Linked DNA regions of Sus scrofa: region 1 is linked to region 2. Evidence: chromatin contacts called from public HiChIP or PLAC-seq data. All regions are on one chromosome and are shown on one strand. Each heading gives the region's core, a stretch centred on a gene start, on an enhancer-like site or on the middle of the called end of the contact. The rest is flanking DNA. Distances are from core to core; before and after follow the strand shown.

Region 1 (6,052 bases), core at 3,550-6,049, 250 kb before region 2:
ATGGAGTATAGGTTACTTCCTATGTCCTCTGAAGACTGAAGAGAGCAGATGCCAAAAAATGCAACAGCCAAATGAAAACTGGTCCCTTGAACTCTGCAGGTCCCATGAGAGCGCTTCTTTTATAAACTGAGGACTGACTTTCCAAGACCAGCTTTGGTAGTGTTGGCAGCTAAGTCTGAAATTTCCGGAATTTATTCCAGGGATGGAACATCAGGGCTATTAAAATTCCAAAGCGTGATTTTCAGCAGAATTACCAACCAAACATTTTTTTAGATGTATACATCATATAAGATAGTTAACAATTACGTGAGTTGAGATTTATTCAGGCAAATCATGTTCTTCTGAGCCCTAAGTGAGAATAGAAAATAGTGTCTATGGTATAGGAAGATCTAGTACCCTACACTGGTGTCAAAAGGAATTATTTGTGGACAGACACTCTAGGATCTGGGCAAATTGCACAGGTGCTCCCCTGATACTCTGATGCAGGTGGTACTCGGCTAAAATTAGATGACAACAGCCATCTAGTGGATTCTGGGAATGTGTGTGAGCTGTGTATATTAGAGTTCTGGTGAGGGGTAAGGAGACTTTGGGGCCAAACCACTACCTAGTCTCAATATTTAAAGATTGAACAGGACAGAGTTCCCCGGAGGCTCAGTGGGTTAAGGACCTGACACTGTCACTGCTATGGTGTGGGTTTGGTCCCTGGCCAAGGCATGCCAAGGGTGGGTTAAGGATCTGGCATTAACACTGCAGCGGCTTGAGTTATTGCTGTGGTGAAGGTTGATACCTGGCCGAGGGAACTTCTGTATCCCAAGAGCATGGCCAAAAAAAAGAAGAAAAAAAAAATACACCTAGGGCAGTTATTTAGCCTTGCAGAGTCACCATGTCCTGGTTGTTTTATTTTTTAAAGACACATGACATCCTAGTGGTTTTCTCATCTGCTTGCTGTGGTGCTAACTCTACCCTTAGCAGTGTGTTCAGCCCCCTGTTCACGATCCAGAACACTTGATCTCAGGGGCTTTGCACCAGGGTTGGCATTTATAAGGGCTGTTGTGATGGCTTTTTCCCAAATACATACCCCATCATCCTCTTGAGGTCCGCATTGAGTCAAATCTCAAGAGTTCAGTGGACTCCAGAGTGTGGCGTTTAAGCCAGAGGGGAGGCCTGAATGATTGTCCATAATTGTTGAGATTTAACACAACAAAGGATTCTCAGTGAAGAACCTAAGAGCTTTGAAGCCTTTTAAAAGAATGGGGATCCTGACATTTTGATTCTTACTATAAATTAACTTTCTCAATTATTGCTTTGGGGAAATGGAAATTGCTGTAGTTTGGGTAATAGATACAATAAAGTGTGCAAATTTTATCCAATGTATAAACCCAGGCATATGGCAATTATTGTCTACATTTCCCTTTTCCTATGCGCTGCATCCCTGAAGAAAGGCAGGGAGATGCTCTTGGCTTTGACATGTAATGTTGAGCTGGTCTTCCCAGGGCATTTTTCCCCTTCTATCCAGTACATATGCACATACAAACATGCGTGCACACACACGTAGACTTTTTATTACTATTCTGCTGCCCTCTATTGTCATGGTTAACTGGGGTCTGGGATAACGTTCCAGAGGTGTACTAGTTCAAGCCCTGCCTGCCGCAGTGCTAGCTGGCCCACGGTAAAGACGGCAATAAATCCTATTAGTGGAGATTTCAAGGACTATAACTCCTCTTAGTGGCCTGTGCTAGCACTTAATCATTTAGACAAGAAGTTTTCCCTATAGCTGAACAAATTTCGTTTGCATTTGATGCAGATTTACATTATTTAGGGTCCTCAGAGATAATTAAAATAAACTTGATCTTGAGGGATAGGGCTTTTCAAATTCTTCTGTCTGTCTACAAATTAGCTGAATAGACTGCAGATGCCACACAGGCTCAGGCTGGCCATCCCAGCGCCCGACTTTACGACCTTCGCAAACCATCAATCTGCATGCTCTTGTTTCCTGGAAAAATAAGATCACATTATAAGCTTTATCGGTTTGGTCTTTCAATGTGTTTCTTTCTTGAATCTTCAGTTATCTACTCTTTTCTCTGTTTCTAATATTTGCTTAGTTCAGTGCTTGGCAAAAAAAAATGGCATTCGGTGACTATTTGTGGAATGGATTAATGAATATGTCTCAGCGTTTCACAACTGTTATTAATAGATGTTATGCAGAAACAGGGTGCCACTGTCAAATTAATTTAGGATGATTAAACAGAGTTGAATAGGTTCCTTTGCTATAGGACCTGTCAGAGTGGAAAATGTCAGGACAGGTTGTATTTGGATAAGAGGAGATGTAGTGTGCAAGGCTTCCCAAAGGTACTGGCTCTTAGAACAGTGCCTGCTATACAGTTGTGTGTATGTGTGTGCATGTGTGTGCGTGCATGTCAGTTGCTGTTACTAAGATTATTATCATTTATTATTATTATTGCATTTGTCTTTGGAGACTTTTTCATAGAATTTCTTCGGACTAGATTTCCACTAGAACACACTTTTAGGAAAGGCTGTTTGAACTAAGGAAACACATTGATTCATATTACAGTAGTTAGGAATTTGAAAGAATTCATTGGGGCTAGAGTGACATTTGTCTTTGCATTATTTATAACGATGTATTTTGTTATAGAAATCAACATGGCAAAAGAAACTTCAGAAAGAATGCTTAATTTTGAGCAAAGGAAGCCTTCAAAATACCTACCTTGGCATTTTGGAATCTTCCCTCCCTTTCCTTTGAAGTGTTGGTGGGCCAACGACCTAAGAAGATGACCTTGGAACTCTTCCTGGCAACATTTTATTATTTTAATTTACTTTACATACTTTAAAGTGGACAAGTTACATTTGTATATCTTCTTTTGATAGAACTGGTGATGTAACATGCTAAAGCCTTTCTTTTTACACAGAATTGTGTTAGTATTAAGTTTCATCATGGTATTGGCTGATATACCAAGGTCACTTTGAAATCTTTCTTGTGTTCTAGAAAGCTCATCCTCTTTTAGAAACACACCCTCAATTCCTCATCCTGAGCATACATTTGACCAGGAAATCCTGGTGAGAACCGTGGAAGGGCCTCCTCCCTTCATTCCATCAGACACAGTAACTTGGCAGCATCCCCAAGGGCTCATGAGGGCCTTTCAGAATCTCCTAGAGGATTTCCCTTCTCTGTTTCCAAAATTAACCTTCTTACTGAGCCCTGACAGATTGTGTCCATTGCTCAACCCGTATCTTTGGGGCCCATTACTGTCAGAGACGGCTCATGGGTCAGATAGGATTTTCTCCTACTTCTGGGGCCCATTACTGTCAGAGAAGGCTCATGGGTCAGATAGGATTTTCTCCTACTTTTATAATCATGATTCTTAGTATGCATTTGCAAAAGAATCCTTATGTGGAATAAATTCTAATACTTTTTTTCACTTTTTGTTTTATTAAGGTACAAGGATGTGATATTTTCTGCTGCATGACAAAGTGATTCAGTTATACATATACACACATCCATTCTTTTTCAGATTCTTTTCCCACATAGATGATCACAGAATATTGGGTAGAGTTCCCTGGGCTAGACAATAATTCCCCATTGGCCAATCATTCCATAGACCACAATGTGCATGTGCCAATCCCAACCCCCCAATCCATCCCTCCCCTGACCTGTCTCCTTTGGTAACCATAAGTTTTGTTGGTTTGTTTTTTGTCTTTTAGGGCCACACCCACAGCATATGGAGGTTCCCAGGTTAGGGGTCCAATCAGAAATACAGCTGCTGGCCTACACCAGAGCCACAGCAATGCCAGATCCTAGCTGCATCTGCGACCTACACCATAGCTCACGGCAATGCCAGATCCTTAACCCACTGAGTGAGGCCAGGGGTTGAATCTGCATCCTCATGGATACTAGTCAGATTCGTTTCTGCTGAGCCATGACGGGAAGTTCCTGGTAACCATAAGTTTCTTTTCAAAGTCTGTGAGTCTGTTTATCTTCTGCAGATAAGTTTATTTATATCATTCTTTAAAATTCCACGTATGTGCTATCATGTGATATTTGTCTTTCTCTGACTGACTGACTTCACTCAACATCATAATCTCTAAGTTCATCTATGTTGCTGCAAATGGCATCATTTCCACCTTTTTAATGGCCGGGTAGTATTCCATTGTATATAGGTACCTTCTTTATCTATTCCTCTCTTGATGAACATTTAGGTTGCTTCTCTGTCTTGGCTGTTGTAAAAAAGGGCTGCAGTGAACTTGGGGTGCATGTATTGTGCATGTATCTTTTTGAATTAGTTTTCTCTAAATTCTAATACTTATTGGCACATCAAACTTTGACGGGTCTGTAATGACTACTGGGGTGGGCCTTCATCCGCTCCCCCTTCCTCCTTCATTTCCAGGCCTTTGAAAGTTTTCCCTTCTTCTGTGTCAAATATAACAGCTGATGGCTCTTCAGTAGAGTTTGCCTCTGCCAACGTAATGCACAACTTTCCAGACTTCCTTTAGTGTTCTCATAAATTGGGCCAGAAAGAAAGGCCTTTAGTATCTGGATTTATGACTCTCAGCCCCAAAGAAAGTTACAAAGTCATAAACACACATTTTAAGTAGGATTTTAACACTGATTTTTGGTTGTCAAATTGAAGGGAAAAAAAGATTTCAACTTGAGTTTATTACAGTTTGAAATTTGGAAAAGGATTCAAGACAAATATTTTTGGGCTGAGAACACGTGTGAGGTCACTGTGCCCTCACAGAAGCTTCTAGTGGTGATGCTGAGCGGTAACAGGAGATGGAAAGCTGCAGGCTATTCCTGGAGCCTCCTGACTCATCCTGTATTCCGGGGACGATTCTTATTATTTCTGCATTACTCCCCCATCTGGGAAATGTGGATGCGTGTTAATGCTCTAACCTTCAGGCGTCCTTGAATCTCGGGTTGTCTGCTGGCAACTTCCTGGAAGCTTCTGGTGGAGGAGTGTGCTGGCCAGCTCAGGAGGGAGCGGACGTGGCAGCAGAGCCTGGGGTAATCCCAGAGGGGAGGGATGCTCCTAAGGGGACCCACTAAAGGTTTTCATCAAGACCGGAAGGCCTCCAAGTTTAGGGTCTAGGGCAAATGCCAAGCGATTGGTTGTATGATTTTTGTAATGGCTCAGAGATGAGGAAGACATATACTTTTCAAAACCTTTATAAGGTGATAGTTATAGTTTCCATGACTTATAGTTTAATCATGGTGATAGTTTCCATGATTTAAAAGAAACTTGGGCCGGGTGGGGGAGGGTGCCTGGGTGGGAGTCACCCAGGTCTTCTCTAGATCAGTTGTCATAAAAACCAGGTAGATGTACTCAGGTGTTTGAGATCAGCCAAAGGGAACACAGTCGGATTTTTTTTGGAAAAGAATGAGTTCTTTGCTAGGGCTTTCTTTCTTTTTTTTTTGCCTTTTTGCCATTTCTTGGGCGGCTCCTGTGGCACATGGAAGTTCCCAGGCTAGGGGTCGAATTGGAGCTGCAGCCACTGGCCTGCGCCAGAGCCACAGCAATGCAGGATCTGAGCCGCATCTGTAATCCACACCACAGCTCATGGCAACGCTGGACCCTCAACCCACTGAGCAAGGGCAGGGATTGAACCCGCAACCTCATGGTTCCTAATTGGATTCGTTAACCACTGAGTCACGACGGGAACTCCGGGGTTTCGTTTTTGAAGCCATTAGAACCATAGTCTGTTCATTGCTGAGAATGAGATGCTGGGAGTCAGGCTGAAGAGGCAGCAATGAGAGGGAACATCTGAGGTTTCAGGGACATCACGTGTTGCTGGAGGGGTGGGAAATGTGCAAATGGGTGTTTGTCCTGGAGCGCATGATTGAAGATGGTTTGGCAGCAGGTGGCTTCTGTGATGTGTAGCAAGTCCACAACCAAACCATCATATGACCCTGATGGAAGAGACTGGAATGTCCTGGAATGCCGTGGTGCGTGATGGGACTGCACAGCAGTATCTGCCCCATGAGATGAGGCATCTTATAGTGCTTGCAAAGGAAGAAAAAAATCCGCACTTTAAAAAT
Region 2 (5,887 bases), core at 2,002-4,501:
GGAAGCCGTGTCAGCACTTTCCGTAGAGAAAGTGGGAGCCAGGCCAGTCGCCAGAGGGGCTGAACCATGTGACCTCTGAGGTCCTTTCTCCTGCTGACACTTGGTGATGCAGGGCCTCCAAACTGGACTTCTTCTGCTCTGACCCAATGTGCTGAAGTTTGGCTTGAGTGTCATTTAAGAGACTCCCGGAGTTGAGTGCTGCCTGCCTCGTGGGGGAGCCTGGAGCTCCTGGTGACCTAGTTGTGGCTGAGTTACGAGCTCGAGGTCCCTCACTGCCGTGTGCCTGCTGGTCTGTCTGTCACTTAGAAGTGAGCCTCCGCCCTCTCTGGGAGCAACGGCCCTCCTGGAATCCACAGGCCATGCCCCTGGTGTTTGGCTCGCATGGACCCCCCAGGCGGGCTGCCCTTGCGGAGGTGATGGGTCCTGGATCCTCCCCCGCGTACCGCTCTCTCTCCCACACATAAAGACGGAACAGAGTTGGCTTTGCTGTGTGTGAATGTGTGAAGGTGTGAGGACAGCTGTGTGGCAGTGAATTTCTCCTCTGTCTGGTGACCTTAAGAACCGGCGGACACCCGTAACCCTGGCTCCCCCTAGTGGCGGGTGGGACCCACCCAGGACCTGGCTTCCTAGCTTCAGGCGTGTGTGAGATCAATAACCCACCGCTTTTCCCCCGACCCCTGCACCATCCAGGGGGCCCGGCAATGCCTCCTACACCTTGGCCCCCTTTATCCCAACAGCACGAAGCTCCAGAGGCTTCCTGGGAGCCCTGGTACTTTGGAGGAAATGCCTTCTACTTCTCTGCTTAGAAGGCCTTTCCTGCCAGGAACTCACCGTGGATTCCCGCGTTCCACACGGTAACCGTGTTTCCTGGCTTCGATGAGACTTCTGGACGCAGACGGTGGAGAGCAGACGCCTCCCGCACCAGGACCTGAACCAGCACCCACACCTCCCCGGCTCTGGTCTTTGACGCCGTGGTGTGAATCTGACATCAACGTTTGGGAGCACATTTTAACCCACATAGTGCTCCGGTTTCGGGCAGAAGCAGCACCACCCATGAAACAAATGGAGATGACACAGCAACAATGACAATCCCCAATTGAACAAGGAATGTCCTGGCTCCTGAGCTGCCTTAACTTGCTAAGAGGTAGAAAAGGACTTGCTTTCTCTTGAAATCAGTTTGTCTTGTCAAGGAAGCGGGGCCGTGCCCTCATGCATAAAGAGGCGACCCGGGGACCTCCGCCAGGTTAAATGCACCCAGACCCAGGGAGGAGCACACGGTGGATAACAGGGGCCCTCCCGCAGCCTGTCCGGGCTCAGCTTCTGGCTCCCCTGTTTACTGCCACACGGTCTTCAGCAAATTACTGGGCCACTGTCTCTCGGCTCAATGTTCCTACCTGAGAGCGCTGTGAGGCTTAACTGAAACCCCACTTGGATGCTGCTTAGAACAGGCCGTGCCTGACACTTATTAAATGTTGGCTGTTATTATTAGGATTAGGAGAGCAACCAAAACCTACACGTCCCTGAGCTTTTGTTTTGGTGAGTTTATGCTTCAAAGTCAAACTAATTTAACTTTAGAAATACAGAAAAAGACACTGCTCTTTGCTGAGGCCTGACTCACCAAACACCAGTGTGTGGTGTATGTTTACAGCTGATGCAACTGTTGGAAATAAGAGGCTTTGGAGAATCAAATGCCTTCAGAGTAGAGTCATGGGATGTGCTTTATTTGTAGGTGGCTGGTTAAATTCTGACCGGAGTTATCTTGAGATGGCTCTTAAGTGGTCTGTGTGAGATGCGTTTCAGGCTGAAGCCAGTTCCTAGACACCCAGTTCCAACACCCGAGACTGTTGGCACTGGTGTTGGAAACTTTTGTGAGGAGACCAGTCCTCAGATAAATCCAAGGGCCCTAAAGATAAATCCAGGGAAGGGCCACAGGACAGTGGCCTCAGACATAAAATCAGGGAAACCGGCTATGAATTGCTTTTGGAAGCTCGCCCGTCTCCAGCATTTCATAAACATTAACAACATCGGCAAAGGAATCAGTTTTCAATAGAAACTTCGACAATGAATGCAGTGCTGTCTTGACATGACATTGAACCTTCATCCGTCGGAAAGCAGCCTCTTGGGCATCCACGTGGTGGGTTGTGAAGGTTCAGCTCAGGCGCCCGTCGGCTCTCCTGAGTTACCCGACCCAGGGCCAGTGAGGGCTGAGTCTTTTTCCTTCGCTGTCCTGACCTTCTCTTATTTGTCCCCCCCGCTTTATCTCTGAACACCGAGATGACATATTCCATGGCACACATTCACCGACTTGCATTTTTCGGGGGTTGATCGTAAGGAGAAGTCAGACTTGGAGGAAACGGTTATTAAATTTACCTGCGGGAGGGATGCCTCTTGTCTATTTGATATGAGGTGAATGGAGCTGTTCCCTAAGTGGACTCATGCTCGCCCCACCCTTCTTTAAAAGAAAGAAAGTCACGGGGAGGAGTGAGGAAATTTCCAGCAGCTTTTCACTTTTCCCAGCTCCCACCCGGACACTGGCATGAACTCAAGTGTATTTAAAATAAAGCTGGTTTGCGGAGAGGGCTGTTGGCTTCCAGAGTTGGGTGAGCAATCCCCAACAGATGACTGGGTCCTATGACCTAATAAAAGAAGTATCTCAAGGAAGACTTCAAAGTTGACCTCTTTCCCCACAAGAGACGAATCAAGATGAACTTGGCCTTTGTGCCCTCCCCTCTTCCCAGCTCCCGCGTCCTCTTCCATCCTGTCTTCCTGCAGGCTGCATGGGGACACTCTCTCTTCTGTTTCTCCTTTGGGGAAGTAGTGGTCATTGTGGTTGACACCAGACTCATGGATGGCTGGGGGTGGGTGCCCGATAATTGCAGCACTTCTTAGGCACTTTTGTCTCCCAAATATGGCACCGTGGCAGCTGAAATACCTTATGAAAATAGCATTAAAATGTGTAATGTACCATAAATAAACAGAGAGACAGCCAGGAAGCTGTGCTAATCACTGCTTTGATGTAGCATGAATTACTGTATTTTTAAGGGCCTCATGTTTCTGACTGCTTGTTTTGACTCAGCTGCCACTGCTCCAGAGAAGGCTTGGACCCAGTGTTCCACCTCTTCTCCCTCCGTGGTGACAGCTGTTGTCCTTTGACTCACAGGAAAATGATTTCCCCACCCTTCCCCTGCCTCGCGGCCCTTTCCTGGCAGGACTCCCTGTGAAGCTCCAACTCCCCTCCCCTTGTCGAGGCCGGCAGAGGGCGAGGACGGCCTCTGGGCAGGGCTCCAGGCTCTCCCAAGGCCCTGTGTCATCTGCCAGCCTGTCCAGCGCTCCACGGCAACATCCTATTTTTATCTTGGGCACCCTGGCGCTCTCCCAGTTGGTTGGGCACGTCGGGCAATGGAGGTCGGGCCGGACCTGTGTCACCAGCTGCCGTAGGGCGGAATCCCCTTGCTGAGTGGAGCTCCCAGGAGGAAAGCATCCTATGCTGCAATCTTGGGGATCCATCAGGACATTCCTGCTTTGCCTGCGGGGCATCCGCCACTTACTGGAGAGGCTGAATCCTGACTTGCTACCGAGAGTGGGAGTACTTAAGTTTGTAAGCCTTCAGTGCCTTTCCGGGTCTTAGGATTGATCATGTGGATGTCACAGGGCACAGGTAAAGGCCAGAGGCTGTCTCCACGTTGTAACTGCCCAGGTAACCCCTTTCAGACCGGACTTCTGGGCAGCCCTCCCGCTAGTTCCGTTAATGATCCGGGCTCAGTCCCCCCCAGCTCTGCTCCTGGGTCCGGGAGCGCCCTCTTGTGGTTGGAAGAGCTCTAAGCCGACTTTTTTTCTTTTCCTATTTTTTTCCTAACATTGACGTTTTCTCAAATTTTGTGTTTTCGTCTAACCCCTAGAGTGAAAAGTATTAGCCGTTAGTTTGAAGATGAGCATGGGAGAGGGAGAGAAGGTGGAAATGTTTTATCACCATCTTTATCATCCTTGTACCGAAGCCCCTATCAGTCCACGTTCACTCTCTCAAACCAGAACATTTGAAATATCTCTTTAATGGTCTTTTTGCCTTCGGGATTCTATCCTCTCATCCTTATTATTTTTTTCTTTTTATCTGTCTCAAAATTAAACGAAATGTTCTTTAAAGCTTTTTGCTTTGTTTCCTTGTTGCCTTCTGGAGACCGTTCCAAGGCTGACTCTTTTGTGAAGTTCCCATTCCTGCCTCTCTTAGGTGCCTTCTTACTCCGCTTTGCTAAACCCTTTGGTGTAAGGCCCTCCACACCACTCCCGCCAACGACCATGGAGGCCCTGAGTTTTCCCTCCTCTGTGCCTCCTGTTTGGCTTCCGTGGGCGGCATCAGGGTCCCCTCGCAGGTCCAGGTCGTCCTCTCCCCGCCCACCTCTGCCCATCTTCACCAGAAGCTCTTGCTGCCTCTGCCCTGGCAGGTGCTTCCTCTTCTCACATCCACTGCGCTTGCAGTTCATGCTAATCTGCGCCTTGTGTCTTTCTGCAAACAATGATCATCTCCCAAAGGTGATTACGATCTCGTGGGTAGAGACTGACTATGTACCTTCTTCTTTCTTGGTGGATGCATCGGCGACAAGGAGTGTCTCTGAACCAGTGAACCTCACACCAGCATGGCCCCAGTTTACTGAATCCTCATAATCAGCTTCCAAGGTCAGGGTTAGTGCAATTGTTCCTATCATAGCCCAGGAGCCAGGGAGGTGCAGAGAACTCATGACCTTTGACTTCGTCCCAGGTGAGGAGGGGGTGGGGCTGGGCTGTGATCCCAGACACAAGAGTTCATTGTCTAAGCACAACCAGTCAGTCCTGGCTTCTTGACAGAGACCCTCTGATGTAAGATCCGTCTTGATGGTCATTATGTGCAGACGTACAATAAAAGGCTAAAGTCTCTGTTTTCAAACATGAATATAGTGAAATTTTTGGAAAAGTAAATTTCATTACTGAATACTTTTTTTTGGCCACACCCATGGCATATGGAAGTTCCCAGGTGAGGGGTAGGATAGGAGCTGTAGCTGCTGGCCTATACCACAGCCACAGCAACACCAGATCCAAGCTGCGTCTGTAAGCTACTCCACAGCACACCACAATGCCGGGTCCTTAACCCACTGAGTGAGGCCAGAGATGGAACCTGCATCCTCATGGATACTCGTCGGGCATGTACCGCTGAACCACAGCGGGAACTCCAAATACTGCATATTCTTGAACATAGGAGAGGGTATATGGCAAATGCAAATGAAGACCTATTTCACTGATGTTCTCTTTCTGTAGAAAAGCGATAATTACAAAGCAGTTCAGACGCTGCAGCCTCCAAATAACAGAGAACTGGAACAAACCAGCTTAAGCGGGAAACTAGTCCTCTGCACTTGGCAGGTTTCAAGTTTGCTCAGTGTCTCCAACAGCAGGCAGCTCCTGGCCCTGCCTTTCCTCCACTGGCCTCTCTTCCACTGATGCTTTTACCCCTGGGCTGGTGGGGAGCTAGGATTTAATGGTTCTGAGGCCCGTTTTAGGGCAGACAGTGTGCAGAGGCGGAGAGTACCTTGCAGGAGCCCTTCTGAACATCTAGGAGGGACGTTCTCAGGAGGCCCGGTAGAACTTCCCTTTGTCCCAACATTCCACCTAGGAAGGCTGCCGCGGCCAGGCCAGCCTGGTCCAGGGCTGGAGCAGGGCTGAGGTCACTTCCTGGAGGCCCACAAAGGCAGGAGGAAGGACCCCTCTGGACACCACTGGGATTCCACGACGCCGGGAGCGGGGGTGGCTGGAAGCAGTGCTTGGATGAGACCCCTGGTGGGGCAGGCTAGCCCTCGGTGTTTACGTCTTATTCTGGATCTTCACCTGTGGTGAGGGGTTGACTCTCAGGGGTCATGCGCAC

Evidence for each region. HiChIP or PLAC-seq counts read pairs in DNA pulled down with a chosen protein or histone mark.
Region 1: a contact with region 2 is called in an H3K27ac HiChIP or PLAC-seq map of skeletal muscle. The contact joins two enhancer-like sites. A contact is called at or near these places in 5 of 47 Hi-C or Micro-C datasets (embryonic fibroblasts, fibroblasts, heart right ventricle and 1 more) and 1 of 2 datasets of contacts at active chromatin or transcription factors (skeletal muscle).

The regions. Positions count from the first base shown.
Region 1 is chr1:4,496,713-4,502,764 of Sscrofa11.1, reverse strand. No RefSeq gene overlaps it. Among named protein-coding and RNA genes, the nearest start is that of QKI, 380 kb to the left of the region's middle. Within about 2 kb of position 4,799, at least 5 of the 83 cell types and tissues checked have an H3K27ac peak or open chromatin away from gene starts, as enhancers often do. A contact at or near this core is called in skeletal muscle, where this site is marked.
Region 2 is chr1:4,244,850-4,250,736 of Sscrofa11.1, reverse strand. No RefSeq gene overlaps it. Among named protein-coding and RNA genes, the nearest start is that of QKI, 640 kb to the left of the region's middle. Within about 2 kb of position 3,251, at least 38 of the 83 cell types and tissues checked have an H3K27ac peak or open chromatin away from gene starts, as enhancers often do. A contact at or near this core is called in skeletal muscle, where this site is marked.